Linked DNA regions of Sus scrofa: region 2 is linked to region 1. A link is a contact called in public promoter capture Hi-C data. All regions are on one chromosome and are shown on one strand. Each heading gives the region's core, a stretch centred on a gene start, on an enhancer-like site or on the middle of the called end of the contact. The rest is flanking DNA. Distances are from core to core; before and after follow the strand shown.

The links. Promoter capture Hi-C pulls out the DNA fragments that hold promoters and counts their contacts.
Region 2: a promoter capture Hi-C map of fetal liver shows a contact between it and region 1, with 3 times the contacts expected there. The contact joins the promoter of HMMR here to the promoter of MAT2B in region 1. A contact is called at or near these places in 2 of 5 promoter capture datasets (fetal liver and liver), 20 of 47 Hi-C or Micro-C datasets (alveolar macrophages, blood, brain and 11 more) and 2 of 2 datasets of contacts at active chromatin or transcription factors (alveolar macrophages and skeletal muscle).

The regions. Positions count from the first base shown.
Region 1 is chr16:60,269,329-60,273,964 of Sscrofa11.1, reverse strand. It overlaps MAT2B (methionine adenosyltransferase 2B), which reads left to right and starts at 2,322. Exons shown (of 7, transcript NM_001142832.1): 1 at 2,322-2,413. The coding sequence starts at 2,351.
Region 2 is chr16:60,329,990-60,334,625 of Sscrofa11.1, reverse strand. HMMR (hyaluronan mediated motility receptor) reads left to right here and starts at 2,215. Exons shown (of 18, transcript XM_003134082.6): 1 at 2,215-2,827. The coding sequence starts at 2,782. It overlaps NUDCD2 (nudC domain-containing protein 2), which reads right to left and starts at 2,486. Exons shown (of 4, transcript XM_003134083.6): 1 at 1,925-2,486. The coding sequence starts at 2,113.

The DNA of each region.
Region 1 (4,636 bases), core at 1,073-3,572:
CTGAGATAATTTTGGAATCATGCCTGAAATGCCGGAGAATATGGAACAGGTAAGAGCTAGCTATTCAAGAAAAGAAGCATTCTGGAGTTAGAGTTTCCTTAAAAGCACCCCAATGAACAAATGATAAAAACCGAAAGGGTGTGTGAAAAAACAGAAATGAGTGTCATTCCTTTCTTTAAAACATCACTTTGGGACTTGACTTGGAAGAATGAAGTAGCTAATTATTAACCCTGTATGGAGAGTTCAGCTAAGTCTCCATTAAAAAAAAAAAAAAATCCCAAACAACAGTAGTTTCATTTACCAGATTAATGCAATGCTGTAGGTGAAAGTTATATATAAATAACGATTTTATCTTTCTTTGTTTTGGCATGGATTGAATCTGCTAACCTAAACTTTATCTCCAGATTACTCTTTTTAAATTTATAGTTTTAGCCACTAAGTGAACTTGGATATTGTCTGTATAATAATAGCGTTTTTATTTACACTGAAATTTCCATTTTTATAAAGAATGATTAAAACCCATATACGAGCATATGCCCCTAGGGATCATACCCAAGGTTCCCCTGGCGAGTATCATATCAGATTCTCAAATTTAGGCAAGTAAATTCCTTTATTCCTCTAGATAAGTCTGCTCTGAGAATCAAAATGCTAATTGCATATGCATATCCTTAAATCGTCTTCACGTTGAACAATCAATTTTTTTTTCTTTTGTAGAGATTATAACGCATCACTGTAAACTTTACAAAAAATCCTCAGTTTTTAAAGAGAGGAGGATCGGGAGAATCTTGAATCCCTCCCCCCAGTACCACCGACACCTTTTCTTTGTTGCAGATTATGCGCGGTTACTGTTGGGGCAGTCCTCTCTAGGACTCTTAACAGTGCTAATTGATTTATAGCCGGGATTGAAACAAAAATTGTAAAGTGTTGGGGGGGCCTCAGGCTCTCCTGCTATTGTTCCAAAGAAACCTGATGCTTACACAAATAAGGAAATGAGTTCTTGTGGGGGTTGGGTAGGAAAGAAAGTCACGGGACTGAGACGTGGAAAAACTTTTTTTAAAGGCTGCTTGCCTAGTGTTCAGCTGGAAGATGAAACCAAAAAAAGCTTTTATGCAATTAACGTCGTTTTAGAAGAATCCAAGCAGTAATCAACATTTCTGGGCGACTTTTATTAGAGTCTCTGTCTTCTGTGTGTCTGGACAAAAACACTCAGACTGTTCAGTGGAAAGCTGGTGAACCCTACACGGTCCATGCTCGGATTTTTTCTGAGTAAATTTCACCGGCATCCCGGCTGGCATGGGACGTTTTGGTTTTAAACTGAAAGAAAATACGGTTGCGTGCTAGGTCAGCTTCAATGCTTAGGGCTGTTTTAATTTGTTACTTTAAAAAAAAAAAAAAAGGGTGATACAGGTGGTAGAAGATCCGTTGGTCTTTTTCCCCTTTGGTTCCTTTCATTTTCCGAGGTAGCAGAGGCGCCGCTGTGTAGCCAAATGCTGCAGCCTGTAAGGCGGTGCTTCTCAAAGGGTGGTCTTGACTCCAGTTATATCCCCTAAAATGTGGAGCCCCAGGCTCTAGTTCCACAGCTCATACTGAAGTTATTGGTAAAGTACGAGAACGTACGTTTTAAAGTGGCACCCAAACAATTCACCCCCAGACTCCCACACCTTTTTATTTTTAACTAGTTAAAAATAGTTTGCCATTTTTGGAATTTCACACGTACTACCTTTGTGCATCCCAGAAAGACAAATGGGTTCTTCAGAGGCTGATGACTCAGATGTCAACACATTTATTTTTACTCCTCTCTTTATAAAATCTCTCTCTCAAAAACAAAGATCCCTCATTGCTCTAGGGATACATGTCCAATTGTGCTTCCTCTTCCCTTGCCTCATCCCTCCTACCATATCTTTAAAATGTTTTGTTCCACTTTATGTTTTACGTGCCCAGTTAATCCTTATGCACTGCGCACAGTCTACAAACTTGGAAGTCCAGGCGATCCAATTCAATTCTTACCTAGTCGAAAAGGGAAAACTAAATAAACATCCCCAGTTCCTCCTCCCAGCCCGCAAACAAAACTCAAGAGTCCCGGTTTAAAGCTGAGGCCTTTGTTTCAGGTAGCCCTTTAAGAGTCGGCGCGTGGGCTGGGAGCGTCCTGAGCGCGCCCGCCCCCTTTTTGGGGCGTCGGTGGAGCGTGGCCAATCAAGAGTGTCGGTCTTGGCGGCGGAAGCCGGAAGCGGTGGGAGGGGGCCGGCCCGGACCAGGGGAGGCGGGCCTAGGGCGTTGGAGCTGCGGCTTACGGCGTTCTTGGGCTGGAGGAAGTGGCGGACGCTGCGGCGGCGTCGCCAAGACGGCGGGCATGGTGGGGCGGGAGAAGGAGCTCTCTATCCACTTTGTTCCCGGGAACTGCCAGTTAGTGGAGGTGAGGGAATCGGCCCCGGGTCTGGAGGCGGGGTGGGGGGGGGGGACGTCTCGTGGGAACCGAGTGAGCGGAGGGGGACGAATCTGGTGGTGGGGCTGGAGTACTTTTCCAGACGCATTCAGTCGGAGCTGAGGCCCCGGGAGGCTGGGGCGGCGCCGCCGAGTTTGTTTATCTCGGTTTCTGTGTCTTTTCTTAGCAGCTGCGACAGGATAAGTTGAATTTCATTTTCAAGTTTCCTGTCTCCCCTCCCAGGAACGAAGAGGGGTTTTCGGAGATGTTTCGGTTTTGATTTTTTTTTTTTAATCTTTTTTGTTTTTATTCTCCGATTTTAATTCCTATCTCTGAAAAGGGGCCGGGTGGCCTTTCAGAAATAGGAACAGGATTGGAGATGAAGAGTGAGTTCTTAGTTTAAAAACATACAACTATATTATGCACTTTACGTACATTATTTACTTTAATCCTTATAACTGTGAGTTTCTAGTTTTGCTCCATTTTACAGGTAGGAAAACTTGGGGCTTAGAGGGCGAGTACTTGGCCCAAGTGCATTTAGTACGGTTGCATCCGGAATTCAAATACAGGTCTGTTTCCCAAGCTTTGAACCATTGCGGAGGTTGCATAAACGAAAGCTGTTAACTGTGTTTGGAGAGCCCCCTTCTCTACCGTTTCATTCCACGCCCCCCAGCATACACCAGTTCACAGAATATATCTAGCTCTGGGAATAAAGAGATTATTAATGCCCAGATCGATATGTCTTAGAAGGTTCAGGTGAAGGCTATCTCTGATAATGCAAAATTTTTACGCTTCCGGAATGTAGCATATTTAGTGTTTTCAAATCACTTTGGGACTTAGGGGGTAGAGTTAGGGTAGATAGCCTATTTTAAACCTCGATATTGTTTCTGTGTATCCCAAGCAATGCTGAGTAGTAACATTACATATCGTTTATGTGCATTCTCGCATATGAATGTATATGTGTGTATGTAAAGCTTGATAAGTTCTCACAGTAGGGGTTCAGTAGACCAGTGAAAATGGATTTTCCTTCGTTAAAATTGTAGCCAAAACTTGATGTATTTTTGCTGCTCTCAAAACCTATAAAATTGAACCTCACTCGTGAGAATGAAGACGAAGTTTATGTTAGAGAATGAGATGTAGTGGTTACTGGTAATAATACTATTTGTAGGGTACAGAAGGGTGACAGTGGATGTTAGACTGGTGTCACCTAGGTATCTTAAAAAGTTTCTTAAAGTCCAGGAGTATTTATTCAAAGATCTTTCTCAAGGGGGAGGGTTGTGAGAAAGAAATCAATGTGAAACTTTGCCACATTTAAGAGCTTCTAAAAATAGCCAAGTATAATTGTGTTTGCAACTAAAATTTAAGATTTCCTCTTTAGATAATTAGTGAAGTTTCACTCTTGACCTTTTCTAGGACTTTTTTTTTTTTTGTCTTTTTGCCATTTCTTGGGCCGCTCCGGTGGCATATAGAGGTTCCCAGGCTAGGGGTCGAATAGGAGCTGGAGCCACAGCAACTCGGGATCTGGGCCTGGTCTCTAACCTACACCACAGCTCACGGCAACGCTGGATCCTTAACCCACCGAGCAAGGCCAGGGATGGAACCTGCAACCTCATGGTTCCTAGTCAGATTCCTTAACCACTGAGCCACGACAGGAACCCCCCCTTTTTTTTTGTCTTTTTAGGGTGACACCAGCACATTTGGAAGTTCCCAGGCTCAGGTTTGACTCTGAGCTACAGCTGCTGGCCTGTGCCACAGCCACAGCAATGCCCAGATCCAAGCCATGTCTGCAACCTACACCACAGCTAACAGCAAAGCTGGATCCTTAACTCACTGAGTGAGGCTCACTTCCTCATGAATACTAGTCGCCACAATGGGAACTCCTTTGGGATACTTTTAGTAGAAGTTAACCCACATGTGCTAAAGTAGAAGTCACTGTCCCAGAGGACTTGTTGAACCATCTTGAAAGAACCATTTATCTCCTATTAAGTTTACAATTTGGTATTATTCCGTGTACACGTCTCCCATTATGTGTATGACTTCGTAGCATAAGAGCTACAGCTCTCTATTTATATATATTTGGTTTTTCAAGGGTTTTTTTTGGGGTGGGGGGCCTTTTTTGGTTTTTTTTTTGTCTTTTCTAGGACCGCTGCTGCGGCACATGGAGGTTCCCAGGCTAGGGGTCTAATCGGAGCTGTAGCCACTGGTGTACGCTAG
Region 2 (4,636 bases), core at 966-3,465, 61 kb before region 1:
CCTACCCTGGAAACATATGCCACAGGTGCAGCCCTAAGAAGAAAATAAAAAAGAACAAAGCAAAATATGTTTAAAAGAGAATGCATCTACTAAAATCTATTTTGTTGCTACCTATCAAATTTAACTTTTAGAAAATGAAATTAAAATGTCATGTTAAAAAAAGAAAACACTTTTTTTCATATGTCAGTAACAGTATAGAAAAACCCTACAGGTCTAAATGTACACCTAAAACCCTAGATTTATGGCTATAGTGTCAAAGTTACTGCAAGAACCAAAGTAAATATGAACTGTAATTTTAAATCACTGTTCAGTAAACTATAAATTGCACAACTATTCAGAAAGGTCATTAAGAACCAAGTTGACATAAATCAATGTCTTTCACATGAATCCTTTTTCTCTGAAGCACTCAAAACACTTTCATATAAAATAATAGCTGGAGTTCCTGTTGTGGTTCAGTGGTTAACGAATCCGACTAGGAACCATGAGGTTGCGGATTCGATCCCTGGACTTGCTAAATGGGTTAAGGATCCAGCGTTGCCGTGAGCAGTGGCATACGTTGCAGCCTCAGCTCAGATCCTGTGTTGCTGTGGCTCTGGCATAGGCTGGAGGCTATAGCTCTGATTAGACCCCTAGCCTGGGAACCTCCATATGCCGCAGGAAGCAGCCCTAGAAAAGGCAAAAAAAAAAAAAAAAAGACAATAATAATAATAGCTAAGAGGTAATGTGATGTTATTCTGTATCAGGCACTATTCTAAGCTTCTCACACACAGGGATATACCATGCTGTGCTTAAAGCAACTCAATGAGAAAGGTATGTAATTACCCCACTTTGTGGATGAAGGCTTAGACACTGAATAATCTCTTGTTCAAAGTTAAAAAACTGGTAAAATGGCAAAGGGAGGTATCTTACCAAGTAGTCTCCCTTCACCATCACAGAGTGTCATCAAATATCCTGAACATCTAATCCGAGAACGAAATCTAACTTCAACCTAATTGAATTTAACTATAAATTTTAACAATGAAAAAAATGGGTCCTAGATCCAAAGGGTACTGATGAGATTAAGAGGAATGTTAACTATTTTCTTCACAACCTCTGGGCCACCTGCTTAACCACGCCACGAAAATGCAGAATTTTTCTTTTCTTTCCTTTTTTTTTTTTTTTTTTTGTCTTTTTAGGGGCGTATGGAGGTTCCCGGGCTAGGTGTCAAATTCAAGCTGTAGTCGTTGGCCTACACCACAGCCAACAGAAACGCCAGATCCCAGCCATGTCTGTGATCTACACCACAGCTCAACGCAAGGCCAGATCCTTAACCCACTGAGAAAGGACAGGAATCAAACCTGCGTCCTCATGGACGCTAGTCAGATTCTTTTCTGCTGAGCTTAATTTTTCTAATTTTGGATGAGACATTACCTCCCAATCCTCATCCCGACATCTTTAGCCTCTATTTTTATCTTTACTGTCCTACAACTGCCCACATATTTATTAGTTTAGTTATGCCTCCCGCCGAGACCCTAACTTCTCTCACAGTACGGGAACATTATCTGGCTCCTTCACCGCTGTCCTCCCAACACCTAGATCAGTGCTTGGAAGATAGTACATGTACTATAATTATTTGTTCTTTCAAGGACAAGTTAAGCTGTTCTCATAGAAGACCCGCAGAGGAACAAAAGCAGCAGCTTCATCTGGCTTAAAAACAAGGCCAGAGAAAAGGGCTACTCAAATTCCCACCTCAAATGTGGCTGGCCCTGAGCCGGGGGCGGGCTCCTACCAGACCGAAAACCAGGGCAATCTCATCCCTGCTTCGGCCAGTCAAGAGGAGCCGAACGGCCCTCCAGCAGTCTTTCCACGAAAACCATGATATTTAGGGCTGGGGGATTTGAGGAGGCTGGAAAGAAACTGAGTATAAGCCCCGACCTGCCGCTACCTTGAGGATCTCGCGACCACCCACGGCCAGCGCCACATGCCGGCTCTGCAGGCCGCACTGGATATCCTGGGCGCGAGTGCCTGGCGGGACCTGAACTTCAATGAACACCTCCTCCAACGTCTGGTACCACTGGCCCCACGGCGTCCCGCACGGAACGACCCCACTGCGTTCCTCAAAAGGGGCTGACATACTCCAATCGCCTCCCGGCTGCGGTGGCACCGAGAAAACTGAGCGCAAGCGCGGAGCCTCCGCGCCCAGGCCACGCCCCGTCTCCTCCGCTCGGGTCACTGCACATGCGCAGGAGTGGACCCCCGTGTTTCCACCTGCGCTCTTTCTTTCCTCTCAATGGCCATTAGGACACTGGCAGGACCCAGGTTGAAGGAACTGAAATCCGGAAAAGTTTACATCCAAAGACCGATGGAAGAGGCTTGCAACTCGTAAAGTTAGAACGCAGGACAGTACCACCAATATGACGTCAAGAGCGACTGAAAAATTCGCTGATGTGAACTGCGATTGCGCAAATGCTGCTTGTGGCGTAGTTGAAATTGAGTAAAGCCAGTAGTGATTGGGCCAGTGTGTGGGGGAGGGGTCGAAGTAAAAAAGTACTAGTCTCCTATTGGGTGATAACCTAAACTAGCAGGCCACCTGATTGGACGCCGCGAGAGCCGAGTACGCAGGCTCTTTGGGTGTTCCCTTCCTGGATTGGTGTACCCAAGGCTTTGGTTTTCCGATTGGCCAATGTCGCCTGGGCGGGAATAATCAGGGAGATTTGAATTTGAAGACAGTAGGCCATAATAACCCTCTGGAAGTTACCGAGGAGCGCTGATACCTTCGTGTTTGTGGAGCTGGTCGTCAACATGTCCTTTCCTAAGGCGCCCCTGAAACGATTCAATGACCCTTCCGGTGCGTACGGGGAAAGGAGATGGGGGACAGGAGATACTCTCATACCTCTTGCCCCTTTTGCTTCCCTTCATCAGAGGCAAATAGCGATTTTTAAGGCTGGGACGGGACTCCTTTTATTGACTCCTTTTTTCTGAAATATAAGCCAAGTATTTACTACATACCAAGCACTATTCAGGATGATAAGGATACAGCAGTGAGCGAAGCAAAGCCCCTACCCCATAGATCTTACATTAATTGGAGAATGCAGCCAATAAACAATTAGTGCCTTCGGAAACTAAAACAGATGGAAGGGAATAGGAATGAGGAAGCGGCGGTAGCTATCTGTTGGTCAAGTCGGAGAGTCTCACTGATAAAAAAATATTTTACCGTCGCATTTTGTTTGAACTTGTGGATTTCTTATTAATATTCCATTCAAGCCTAAGAAAAGGAAAATTGGTTAAAGCAGTTTATGGGTGGCAGTAGCACAAAAACACTATAGATTAAGTAATGGGAGTTAATTTTGATAGTACAGTACCCCAGATAGCATACTGAGTTTTTACATCAATTATTTTTTTATTTTAATTCCCGCAAATACATATTATCTGTTGTTTTTATTGATAAAAAGATGGAGACTTGTTTATTATATTTGCTCAATGTTATGCAATCCAGATATCAGAACTGGGGCCCCAAACCAGCCTCCTCAAACCATGCTGTGCTCTTAACCACTGCTGTGCTTAATTAAGCACAGTAACCAGGAAGCCTTAGATGTCGTTTGTAAGGCACTTACCATTTATTGGAGGTAACTATGCAGGGATTTTGCTGAGGTCTTCTGGCTAGATCAGATTTATCTTTCCAACAGCCAGGTGAGGCAGGTACTGATATTGTCAACAATTTACAGATGAGGAAACTAAGAGTTTCTGCAGCCAAACTGAGCAGCCTGTAATAAAACTTAACATCAAAACTCATGACTCACCCATCATAATGTATACTTTTTAACAGTCACTCATTCCACCTTAATTTCTATCAGCTAACTTGCAAATGGAAATGAGGCCAAGTGAGCAAATGCATTAGCACAAGCTTTTTTTTTTTTTTAATTGAAAGGCTCAAGGACCATATACTTTCCTAGACATTCAGAGAACCTCTTCTAAGTTCTGTCAGCAGTGTGTATCTTATGAGAATTTTTTTTTTTTTTTTTGCTTGTAATAAATTAGACTGGTTTTGCCAGTTACACAAAATTTCAGGCTCACAGTTTCAGAAGTAGTAATACATCATTTATTTGAGGCTTGGTATGTGTGTGAGGCACTGTAGTGATTTCTTATAAAATTCTAGTAATCCTAACAGCTGTAATATGAGGTAAATTTTTTTTTTTATTCCTGTTTCATGAATGAAGAATCCATCTCAAATAGAAATAATTTTCCAGGGGTTTTAAAGCTAGACTGGAAAAGGGGAGAATATAATGTTCTTATCCATCATCTTCTCCCTATGACTACGGAGTACTTGGCACCAAAGCTGTTGATTGGCAGACAAAGGTGGACGTGGATTTGACCCTACTGATTACTATACAAAACCCTATTCCCATTCCCACATTCCCTGTGACTGTTTTCTTTTCCACACTTCCAGATTCAACCCTGAGCTAAATACTGAGGATACGGATATGATTAAGACTGTCCCTGGAGGTCCCATCGTGGCTCAGTGGTTAACTAATCTGACTAGGAAGATGATGAGATTGCGGGTTCAATCTCTGGCCTTATTCAGTGGGTTAAGAATCCAGCATTGCCGTGAACTATGGTATCTAGGTCTCAGACATGGCCCAGATCCCGCATTGCTGTG